Regions from separate parts of the Sus scrofa genome. Here region 2 is linked to region 1. The links are chromatin contacts, called in public Hi-C maps. All regions are on one chromosome and are shown on one strand. Each heading gives the region's core, a stretch centred on a gene start, on an enhancer-like site or on the middle of the called end of the contact. The rest is flanking DNA. Distances are from core to core; before and after follow the strand shown.

Region 1 (4,809 bases), core at 793-3,292:
CCAAAAGAGACTGAAAACGCAATGTTAACTTGAAGATAGTCTTTAGGGTCTGCAATAGAGAAATAAAAATCTTGCCGCTAGGTTAATCTGAACCATTTTTAAAAACCACAAAACATCAAGACTGTTAGAAGCTTTACCAACTAAATGCGTTTCGGTTAAATCCGTTCTCTCAAGTCAAGGTTGCCCTGATCTAAAGCAATGGCTTTAGAGTCAAATACTTCTGGCCTCAAATAAACCTTTGTTATTTATTTAGTAGGCTGTGTAACCTGGGGCGGTCACGTTAACTTTTCTTCCTCTGTAAAATGGGCAGAACACAATACCATCTCCCAAGCTCTGAGAAGAGTAAATGAGACACGTAAGTGAAATGCGCAACCTACTGCTAACGCCAGTGTACAATTAACAGCTGTTATTAAATACCAGAACTGGTGTAACAGGGGAAAAGCCACTTATCAATCTTAAAGGCACATCGACCTCTCTCTCAAGAAGGACGGGTCCACATGGTCACCGAACTGGGTGATTGTATACAAAGCTCGCTTGATATGAGCGATTTTACACTTACATATGCCGTTAATCTTAAACAAGCCTAGGCTGTTTCAAGTGAAACTTAGAAATTCAAAAAATGCAGCTTGACTTGCCATGGTTAAGTCATTTCTGCCTCACGTTTCCAATGCAGGCGCAGCTTCAGGTGTTTTAGGACTTCTGTGCCGCGCTCATATCGCTGCCTCGACCAACTTTTTAAAAACCTCTTCCCCTCAAGGTAGAACCGCTAGGTTTTCGTCCTCTCAGGCAGCACCCCCTCGGCCTCGGACCTCCCTCTCAGAACTCTTTACCCTTTTCTAGGAAGTTGATCACCACCAAAGTCCCGGCCGCCACGGCTGAAGCTGTGGCCCCCTCAGGAAAGGAAGCAGCGGAGGCCGAGGGCGAACTATTCTCGGTGCTTTGGTTCAGGCGTTTTCTGTTCTTCTTGGAAGACATGATCTCAAGGCTGCCTGAGAGAAGCAGCGGTGAAGCCGGCTCAACGTGCGCGCTTCACTGAGAGAAAAACTTCCGGGGCAGAAGCCAGCGAGGCTCTGTTCCGCGCCGTAATCCCCGGAGTGGAGCGCAGGAGGAGCGGGAGAACCGAGGATCCTTCGTTGAAGAGGTTCTGACTTCTGCCAAGGAGTAGGTGGACAGAACTGTCCTTTAGATTGTAAATTCCTGAAAAACAGGAATTTTTCTTATCTCCACCGCATTTTCCATCCCTGAACAAACGTCCCTTTAATATTAAAATGGGTGGGGGTAACTCCGGGAGGGTGGAAAGCTGTGGGAGTTTCTCCCCGCTTGGCGGGAGCCAGGCAAACTTCTGAGAGGAGTCAGTCAACAGGACTGCCGTTTCCTCTACCTAGAGCTGCAAAGCGGTAATGCCTGCTCAACCCTGAGATAGGGTGGGTGGTACTCTTCTAAAACTTACGGTAGCATTCTTCGTTCTAAGGCAAACCCGCTGGGTAATTTGGAAGCTGAGGCTTGAGGCCACGAGAGCCTGCGTGGAAATGCCGCCGCTGCGGAGCGGCCGCTGCTGGTTCACTGGGCTGGCTCGGGTGCGCCACGCAATGCTTTATGCAGGGCTCCGTGGGGCCTCGAGTTTCCTGGGTTGCTCTCGGGACCCCCCTTCCGTAGCTGGCGAGCTGAGGGGTGAGCTGGACAGATTCGGGGGCGTCTCGGTGAAACTAGACGCTCTGGACCGCCTGGACACCGTCGCCTTCCAGAGAGCTTTGCAGGGCAAGTGCGCTTGGATCAAGGCTCCCCGGGCTCCCGACCTTTCTAACCAAGTAACTGGGGTTCCCACTCCCGAGTCGCTCTGGAGGGAAGGAGAGAGGGCGTGTGTGACCCGCACCCGTTTTCTGCCTTTCGTTCTCGTGCCCTTGGCTGGGAGGTTTCCGAGGCTGTTGGGGAAATGGTGACGAGCTCAAACTTTAGGTCTGCAGCCCTACTTTCTGGTCCTCTTTCTAGTGTGTGATCTTGGGCAAGTTTTGTAAATCACCTTTTTTTCATCTGTAAAACCAGGTAACAGGAACTCATGGGATTGTTAAGGGGTAAGTTGGACAATGCTTATTAAGTGCTTAGCGTTATAGCTGCCGCGTACTTACTGCTCCGCGTTTGTTAATATTATTTCATAATTATTTACTGCCGTTTACTGAGACTTGGTTCTGCCCGGCACTTTGCCCAAGGCAAAACAAACAAAAAAACACCCTATCGCGTTTTCTGATACAGGTGGTGGACCGTAAGTGGGCCGAAGAGGCTCCGAGTGGTCGTATTTGTTCACAAGTGGGATCAGGAGCTCTGGTGCCCAGAACTAGAGAGTTTCTTCTACTTAGAAAGCAACACTCCCTTTATAATTAGCGGGGGAGATTGGTGAATGGTTTCAGTCTTCAGGAACAAAGCTCACCATTCTCTTTATTCTCTTTGAACCTTGAATTCAATGATTAAAAAAAAGAAAGCTTGTGAAGAGGAACCTTCACTTTGAGAGCCCTCGATTTGGTGGAGCAACCTGTTTTTCAAACTGCCCTTGAGGGTCTTCATAATCAAATTGAAAGCAGAGAAAGGATATTTAGCCATGGAAAAATATCCTCTCACACTAAGAGGAAACTTCAAATAATCTTTATTCTGTGCAGCATATGGCAAGTGAGCATCTATGGTAATAGAGTAGAGCTAGTTAATCTTTAAGCATCCTCATTTCCAAGCTACTTATCTCTTCACCTGTTTTCTCTCCTACTTGGGACAGTTGCTAACTCCAGCAGATCAAATCGGTGTTCATCCTCTAATGTGTGTCATATGTGTGGGTAGACACAGGTGTTTATTGCACACACTTGTTACTCGTAAGTGGCCAAACAAGTGATCAAAGCACTATCTCAGGAAGGTAAAGCAGAAAGTGGGTTGGGTTTGGAGTCCCACACCCAAGTTTCAAGTCCCAGATTCTGCCACACAGCTAGCCAGCCATTAGGCAAATCACCACTGAAAATATTTTTATCTTAGGTTGCTTATGTGAATAATGCTAGCTCTAATTACTTTACTGGATAGATGTGATCAGAGATAAATTACATGAAACTAATTTATAAACTTTGAAGTACCATATGCTTTTTGTAACTTTTTAATGCAATTGCACTAAGTGCTAGACACTTTTTAAAACTTCATGAATACAGATTCATTTAATTCTCATAACAACTTGTGTGGTATGTACTATTATCCTCATTTCAGGGATGATGGTACTGAGACAGATTAACTTCCCTGGCTCTAGAATGTGTTCTTACAGCACCGTTAAGTGCCATTGCTAGTTGTCATTGAGTCAAACAAAACCTAATCATATTGCCTATAAAAATAAACTAAAATAACCTGAGAAGAAAGCCCATTAAATCCAAATCTATTCGAGTAAATTGGACTGATTGTATATAATGTATTAGCAAGAGTTAAGTACCTTTACACATGAAGTCTGTTGCTTTATTGTTCCTGTTATTGATAACTGTAAAGTTAGATGAATGAACAGGTAATATGTTGTTGAGCTTCATATATATCTGCATAAGTGAGGAAATAACCTTGGTTCTACTTGCTATGTCACTCATTAGCTGTGTGGCTTTAAACAAACCCAGTCATTAATAAATATGAATTGAGCCCCAGTGTGTAATCTTATGTTAACCTTCAGGATTGCAAATACACAAAATATTAATTAGGATTAGAAATAGATAACAAGAGATATCATTAGGCAATGTATAATAAGCTCTAGTAAATCTAGAGCAGAATCCTTAGGTTCTCTGTGGAGAGCATGTAAGGAAAGCTTATCAAAGAAGTGAGGGATAGAGAAGGAAAAAGTATTAGAAGTTTATCAGAGAAAGAAAATGAATTAAAAGAATGATTCTGAGACTTGAAGCATTGGTGCCAGAAATATGCCTATAAATAAAATGAGGTTGGGGTGGAGTGTGTAGGAGTCAGTCTTGAACATAGGCATGAAGTTTGCAATGGCAGCCTTCAAGAAATGTCTGAGGGCAGCTGGAGAGCAGAAAAATCAGTGTTCAGTGAAGTCAGGATTGGGCAAACATCCTTGAATAGTTGTTAACTGAAGAAGTGGGAGTGGATGGAGTCAATCAGTGTAAAGTTAAAAAACAGTAAAAAAGTGACTGTAGGTTCAGAACTTCAGGTTTTTTGATTGTCATGATTGGGAAGGAGGACATAGCAACTCTCTGGAATAATAGAGATACTCTGTAATCATGAGTGTGGGTCGCAGAGGTGTATGCATATGTCAAAACTCATCAGATGTTCGCTTAAGACTTGTCCATTTCACTTTATGTAATTCTATGTCAATTTTAAAACAGATTTGATCAGAGAAAGATCCAGGTGAGAAGGATCTGAGGAGATGCCATAGGCCCAAATTAAGAAGTCTGTTAAATTAAGCTCCCAACTTGTCTGTCACTGTGTTAGGCACACCGACTTGTCAGGTAGAGAAACATGGTCCTTAACGGGGAAGGTGCTTACTGCAGAGGATGTAAAAGACAAGAGAAAGGAATCTAATAAGTAAATAATCAAATCTTTCCCCATCTCTCTACACATACTTTTTAGGGTTATTGTTAAGATTAAGTGAGATGGTAGATAGAGACAGTGGTCTGACAAGTTTTTCTAAAACTGTGAAGTATTCATTTCTTCACCTATAAATTAGATGATAATACTTGCCCTTTTTTATTGTGATAATTTAATGAACTAGTGTATCTAAAATGCCTGGAATTTAGTAAGGGTCAGATAAATACTGGCATCCTTTTTCCCTGGCTCAATCTTAATTGACAG
Region 2 (5,292 bases), core at 524-3,023, 930 kb after region 1:
AACCTGTATATGCCTTGTGATTTCCAGAAGTGCATCTGTTAATGAAGACAGATTGGATATTGATAAACAATGAAATTTGAAGGCTTCTTAAATTATTCTTGGAGGAAGCATCCCTTAAGAGGAGTAATTTTCACAATGAATAGCTCTTTAGAAACAGAAGCAGAATTTTGAGAATGTTCTCATTTCATTTCTTTTTTTCTATCCTGTATAGTAATCTTCATATGCGGAAGCCAGATTCTCTAAAGTAAAAGTTTTCTTTTCTTTTCTTTTCTTTTCTTTTTTGCCTTATGACAGCTGGGGAAAGTTCTACGGAGTCCTTTTATGAAGTTTGTGGCACATGCTGCTTCTTTCATCATCTTCCTAGGCCTGCTTGTGTTCAATGCCTCAGACAGATTTGAAGGCATCACCACGTTGCCAAATATCACTGTTATTGACTATCCCAAACAGATCTTCAGGGTGAAAACCACCCAGTTCACATGGACGGAAATGCTAATTATGGTCTGGGTTCTCGGTAAGCCTTTTATGTCTTTTAATTTTTACCAAAAATAATGTCAGTGTAACGACTGCCATTTTATATTTATCTTATTTTTAATGATTTTTATTTTTTCCGTTATAGTTGGTTCACAGTGTTCTCCATTTTCTATGTAAAATGTAATTGTCGGAGTTCCCATCGTGGCTCAGCAGTTAACGAATCTGACTAACATACATGAGGAACGCGGGTTCGATCCCTGGCCTGCTCAGTTTGTTAAGGATCTGGCATTGCCGTGAGCTGTGGTGTAGTTGCAGGCAGAGCTGGGATCCCATGTTGCTGTGGCTGTGGTGTAGGTCAGCGGTTACAGCTCTGATTGGACCCCTAACCTGGGAACCTCTATATGCCTCGGGTGCAGCCCTGAAGAGACCCTGAAATAAATAAATAAATAAAATGAAATTATCCATTATATGGTGACAGCATCACCACTGCAAGATGAATAGCAGGTGATCAAGTAATTTGGCAGCTTGATAGTGCTGAAAGGTATCCCTTAACAGGAAAACTAAAGTTTTCAAGAATAACATGAGCTTAATTATAAATATACCATGTTTCAGAAATTGGACTTCAGTTATTGAATAAAATACACTTTTAAAAATATGACTCACTGTGATGATCAAGTATTTATTTGAAATGCTTCCGAAATAACCCAGTGTCTATTAACTGATGTTTAAAAAACTTTCATTGCTTTAGTTCCAGAGGGGTTTTTTTAAGGAGTTTCCATTTTCAGAATGTTTGCTACTTCACTTCACAATAGCTCATTTTGAATAGCTATGTTAAAGCAAAAATTCTAAGTGATATGAAAAAAAAAAGAACATTGGAACCAGTTTATCTAAGGGTCACTAATTCAAAGTCATTTTTATATATTCAGCCTATTTCACCCAGCGTGTTTCTTGGTATTTTCACAGTTCTTGAATTAATGGGTCATTTCTTCCCTTCATTCACTCCTGGGATCTCAACCTGGGTCAAGTAATTATTTTATTAATTTGATTTTGAGCCATTACATTTCTTTTAAAAAATCTGTAATGTTTTCCCCTTACATAGTCAGGACAAGTAGTTGGAATTTTTTGCTCTTCCTCTCAGAACGGCATTTTCTGCTTTCAGTTTCTTCATCATGTCTTAGGGCCTCCTACATAAGGTTTCTTCTTTTTCCAGTGACATTCCTTCAGCATGAGGCTGAAATGAGGATAGAGGGTAGAGGAGTAAAGTAAATGTCCTGGATGACTGGGAAATGGTTCTTGTTAAAAGTCTGTGGTTAGAGTTCTCTCATGGTGCAGTGGGCTAAGGATCCTGTGTCGTCACTGCAGCGGGCTGAGGGCACTGCTATGGCATGGGTTTGAACCCTTGCCTGGGAACTTCCACATGCCAGAGCATGGGGAAAAAAAAAAAACTAGAGTTCCCATCGTGGCTCAGTGGAAATGAACCTAACATCCATGAGGACGCATGTTTGATCCCTGGTCTCGATCAGTGGGTTAAGGATCCAGCAGTGAGCTGTGGTGCAGGTCACAGATGTGGCTTGGATCTGGCCTTGCTGTAGCTGCTGGTCAGCAGCTACAGCTCCAATTTAACCCCAGCCTGGGAACCTCCATATGCCATGCATGTGGCCCTAAAAAGACAAAAAAAAAAAAAAAAAAAAAGGAAAGAATCTATAGTAAGTTTCTCAATAAGGGGCTTTTTCCTCCAGTAATCACCATGATTTAATAATTAACCATTGTAATTTCATAGAGACGAATTTTCTCCTCTCCTCCAAATATTTCACTTGACCTGAAGAGTCTTCCCTGCTTATTTCCTCCCCCCGCCCCTTCTGCTCCACCCCTATAAAAGTAGCATGGTTTCTACTGCCACATGCAGAACTATATTTCACTGAAATCTAACTTGGTGGAGTGAATCATTCCTTCAGACAAAGCCTCATCTTCCATTAGCAGCCAGGAGCCTCTGTGAGCTTTGGCCATCCTTTACAGTCCCTGGTGACATGATTTACATGGGGAGCTTTTTATAGGTAGAGACTCTTGGTGGATGAGACGATAGTCTCTCGGTCCAGGCTCTAAAATCTCATCTGTCATCTGTGTGTCTTGTGACAGGAATGATGTGGTCTGAGTGCAAGGAGCTCTGGCTGGAAGGACCCAGGGAATACATTTTGCAGTTGTGGAATGTCCTAGACTTCGGAATGCTCTCCATCTTCATCGCGGCTTTCACGGCCAGATTCCTGGCTTTCCTTCAGGCAACAAAGGCACAGCAGTATGTGGACAGTTATGTCCAAGAGAGTGACCTCAGTGAAGTTACACTTCCACCAGAGATACAGTATTTCACTTATGGTGAGTCCTTAGCTGCACAATCCTTGTATGCTTTAGGAAGGGTATCGGAACCACGTTTTAGAAGGAAATACTTCATACATAGTATGTTTAGGATGAGATGCATGTTGAATTTCTAGAGACAGTGGAGAGAGCATGAGCTTCAGAGCTGTACAAAACTGGATGCATAGCAAAGCACTGACTCTCCCTTGCTCTGTGACTTTGTTCAAATTAGTTTACTTCTCTGTGCCTTTGTTTTCATATCTCTAAAAAGGAGCTACTGCAAGGTGGGAGAAAGTTACCTTTAAGCCTAACAACGTAATTACTTCAAATATTTTTAGAACATGAAATTGTATCAATTGGGGGGAAATAGCTTGATAAGCTGCTTGATGTGGAAGATGAGTCCCTGAGAGCCTGGGTTGGAGGAGATAAAATAATAAAAGGTGCTACACTGCTCTATAGTTGAAGTGAACAAAAATTTTTGCAGAGGCAAGAAGTAGGCACTAAAGCGACCATCAGAATGTAAACTTTGCCAAAAGGACAGAAATGCTGCAGAGGATGTTGTGCTCCTCCTCTGGGCGACTTGCGTGGGGCTCACACAAGACTCTCGAGAGTGAGGAGCAGGAGAACCAGGGACATCCTCGGTGAGGATGCTGATGGCCTCCTTCCCACAGCAAACCCATTGAAGCAATGTTCGCCTCCCTTCCCTAGAGGCCAAACTGGGGAACTGCAATTTAAGAGCTACAAAATCTTAAACCTGGAAAAGACTTTAGCAACTATTGTCTCTCTCATTTTACAGATAAGGAAACTCAGGCACAGAGTTTAAATGCCTTTCGATTGTGAAGAATAACTCCTTTTTTTTGTTTTTTATTTGTTTTTTGATTTTTAGGGCTACACCTGAGGCAAATGGAAGTTCCCAGGTTAGGGGTTGAATTGGAGCTACAGCTACCAGCCTCCACCACAGCCGCAGCAATGCATGATCCGAGCTGCGTCTGTGACCTACACCACAGCTCACGGCAATGCCAGATCCTTAACGCGCTGAGCGAGGCCAGGGATTGAACCTATATCCTCATGGATACTAGTCGGGTTCGTTACACTGAGCCATGACGGGAACTCTCAACACCTATTTATTTACATTTACTCATGTCTGTCTAATGACTATCATCTGGAGGAAAATTTGTGAATCTAGGCTTCATTCCTTATTATGAATTCAATCAAGTTTTTAACCTAAATCTTGGTTTCTGCATCTCTAAAAAAAATGAATGGTAGCCTCAGATCCGCCGGGTCATTGAAAGCACAGGTCTGATACATATTAAACATCCAATAAATGTTAATTTTTGTTGTTGTAAATGTCTACAGTGCATCCATCCTTTTGGGAGTGACCCAGTTCATACAGAACTAACCACTTAGTGTTTCAGTGATCTTCCAGGGAAATGAATATCCAATAGTCTGCTTACTGAACTTACCAAGTGACCTTGAAAGGGGTATTAGGTGTCCTCATTTAGACTCTGTCTCCAAGATTTTTGCACCCTCAACAGCATTTTACACTTTCCAGGAACCAGCTATATTGCTTAGACATCACATTGACAGCAGCATTGTGATTCAGTGACATTCTCACTTCTTGTAATATGACATTTTACTTATGCAAACTGCTAGTTGAATTAGCTTCACCATGAAGTACAGAGAAGATTTGTGCCAGCTGAGCCCACAGGATGATAACATAGCTAGCTGGTCAGTAAGTCTGGTAAGTGAGAGGACAAATTCACCAAGCTGTTTTCTCATCCTGGATACAATCTGTATCTAATGAAGTGTTTTCACCTCTTTCTTCCTCCTTTGTGCTTTTTGCTACTTCTGTTCAATGCGAAGTCATCTCTGTGTTTTTATAATATTTCCTCTGTTAAAAGAAACCATATCAATGTAGAATTCATATGTTTTTGGTTTAACATGAAAAATCATGCCTGGATAGTAGAGTAGTTTGAGTTCTCTTTTGGCGCAGTGGGTTAAGGATCTGGCATTGTCACTGCAACAGCTTGGGTCACTGCTGTGGCAGGGGTTTGATTCCTGGCCCAGGAAATTCCACATGATGTGAGTGCAGCCAAAAAAAATGTATATGAAATGTAGAGTAGATTCAAGGGAGATAATAACCACCTTCCTACAAGACAGAGTCTACTTAAGGTATTTTGCATAGTTAGCAATGATCAGGAAGTTCCAGTTTTAATCTCTCTCTCCTTTCTTGTAGCGCGAGATAAATGGCTTCCTTCTGACCCTCAAATCATATCTGAGGGCCTCTATGCCATAGCTGTTGTGCTCAGCTTTTCTCGGATTGCCTACATCCTCCCCGCGAATGAGAGCTTCGGCCCCTTGCAGATCTCTCTTGGAAGGACTGTGAAGGACATATTCAAGTTCATGGTCCTCTTTATTATGGTGTTTCTTGCCTTTATGATTGGCATGTTCATACTGTATTCTTACTACCTT

The links. Hi-C and Micro-C count contacts between places; a contact is called where the count stands out from the background.
Region 2: a Hi-C map of embryonic fibroblasts shows a contact between it and region 1, with 2.2 times the contacts expected there. The contact joins the enhancer-like site here to the promoter of NUDT6 in region 1. A contact is called at or near these places in 3 of 5 promoter capture datasets (fetal liver, fetal skeletal muscle and liver), 4 of 47 Hi-C or Micro-C datasets (embryonic fibroblasts, omental adipose tissue, retroperitoneal adipose tissue and 1 more) and 2 of 2 datasets of contacts at active chromatin or transcription factors (alveolar macrophages and skeletal muscle).

What each region holds. Positions count from the first base shown.
Region 1 is chr8:101,240,125-101,244,933 of Sscrofa11.1, forward strand. It overlaps NUDT6 (nucleoside diphosphate-linked moiety X motif 6), which reads left to right and starts at 2,043. Exons shown (of 8, transcript XR_002346434.1): 1 at 2,043-2,072. It overlaps SPATA5 (spermatogenesis associated 5), which reads right to left and starts at 975. Exons shown (of 17, transcript NM_001177913.1): 1 at 831-975. The coding sequence starts at 975.
Region 2 is chr8:102,169,213-102,174,504 of Sscrofa11.1, forward strand. TRPC3 (transient receptor potential cation channel subfamily C member 3) reads left to right here. Exons shown (of 11, transcript NM_001145749.1): 4 at 295-511; 5 at 2,608-2,841; 6 at 5,057-5,292. Among named protein-coding and RNA genes, the nearest start is that of TRPC3, 24 kb to the left of the region's middle. Within about 2 kb of position 1,774, at least 1 of the 83 cell types and tissues checked has an H3K27ac peak or open chromatin away from gene starts, as enhancers often do. A contact at or near this core is called in embryonic fibroblasts, where this site is marked.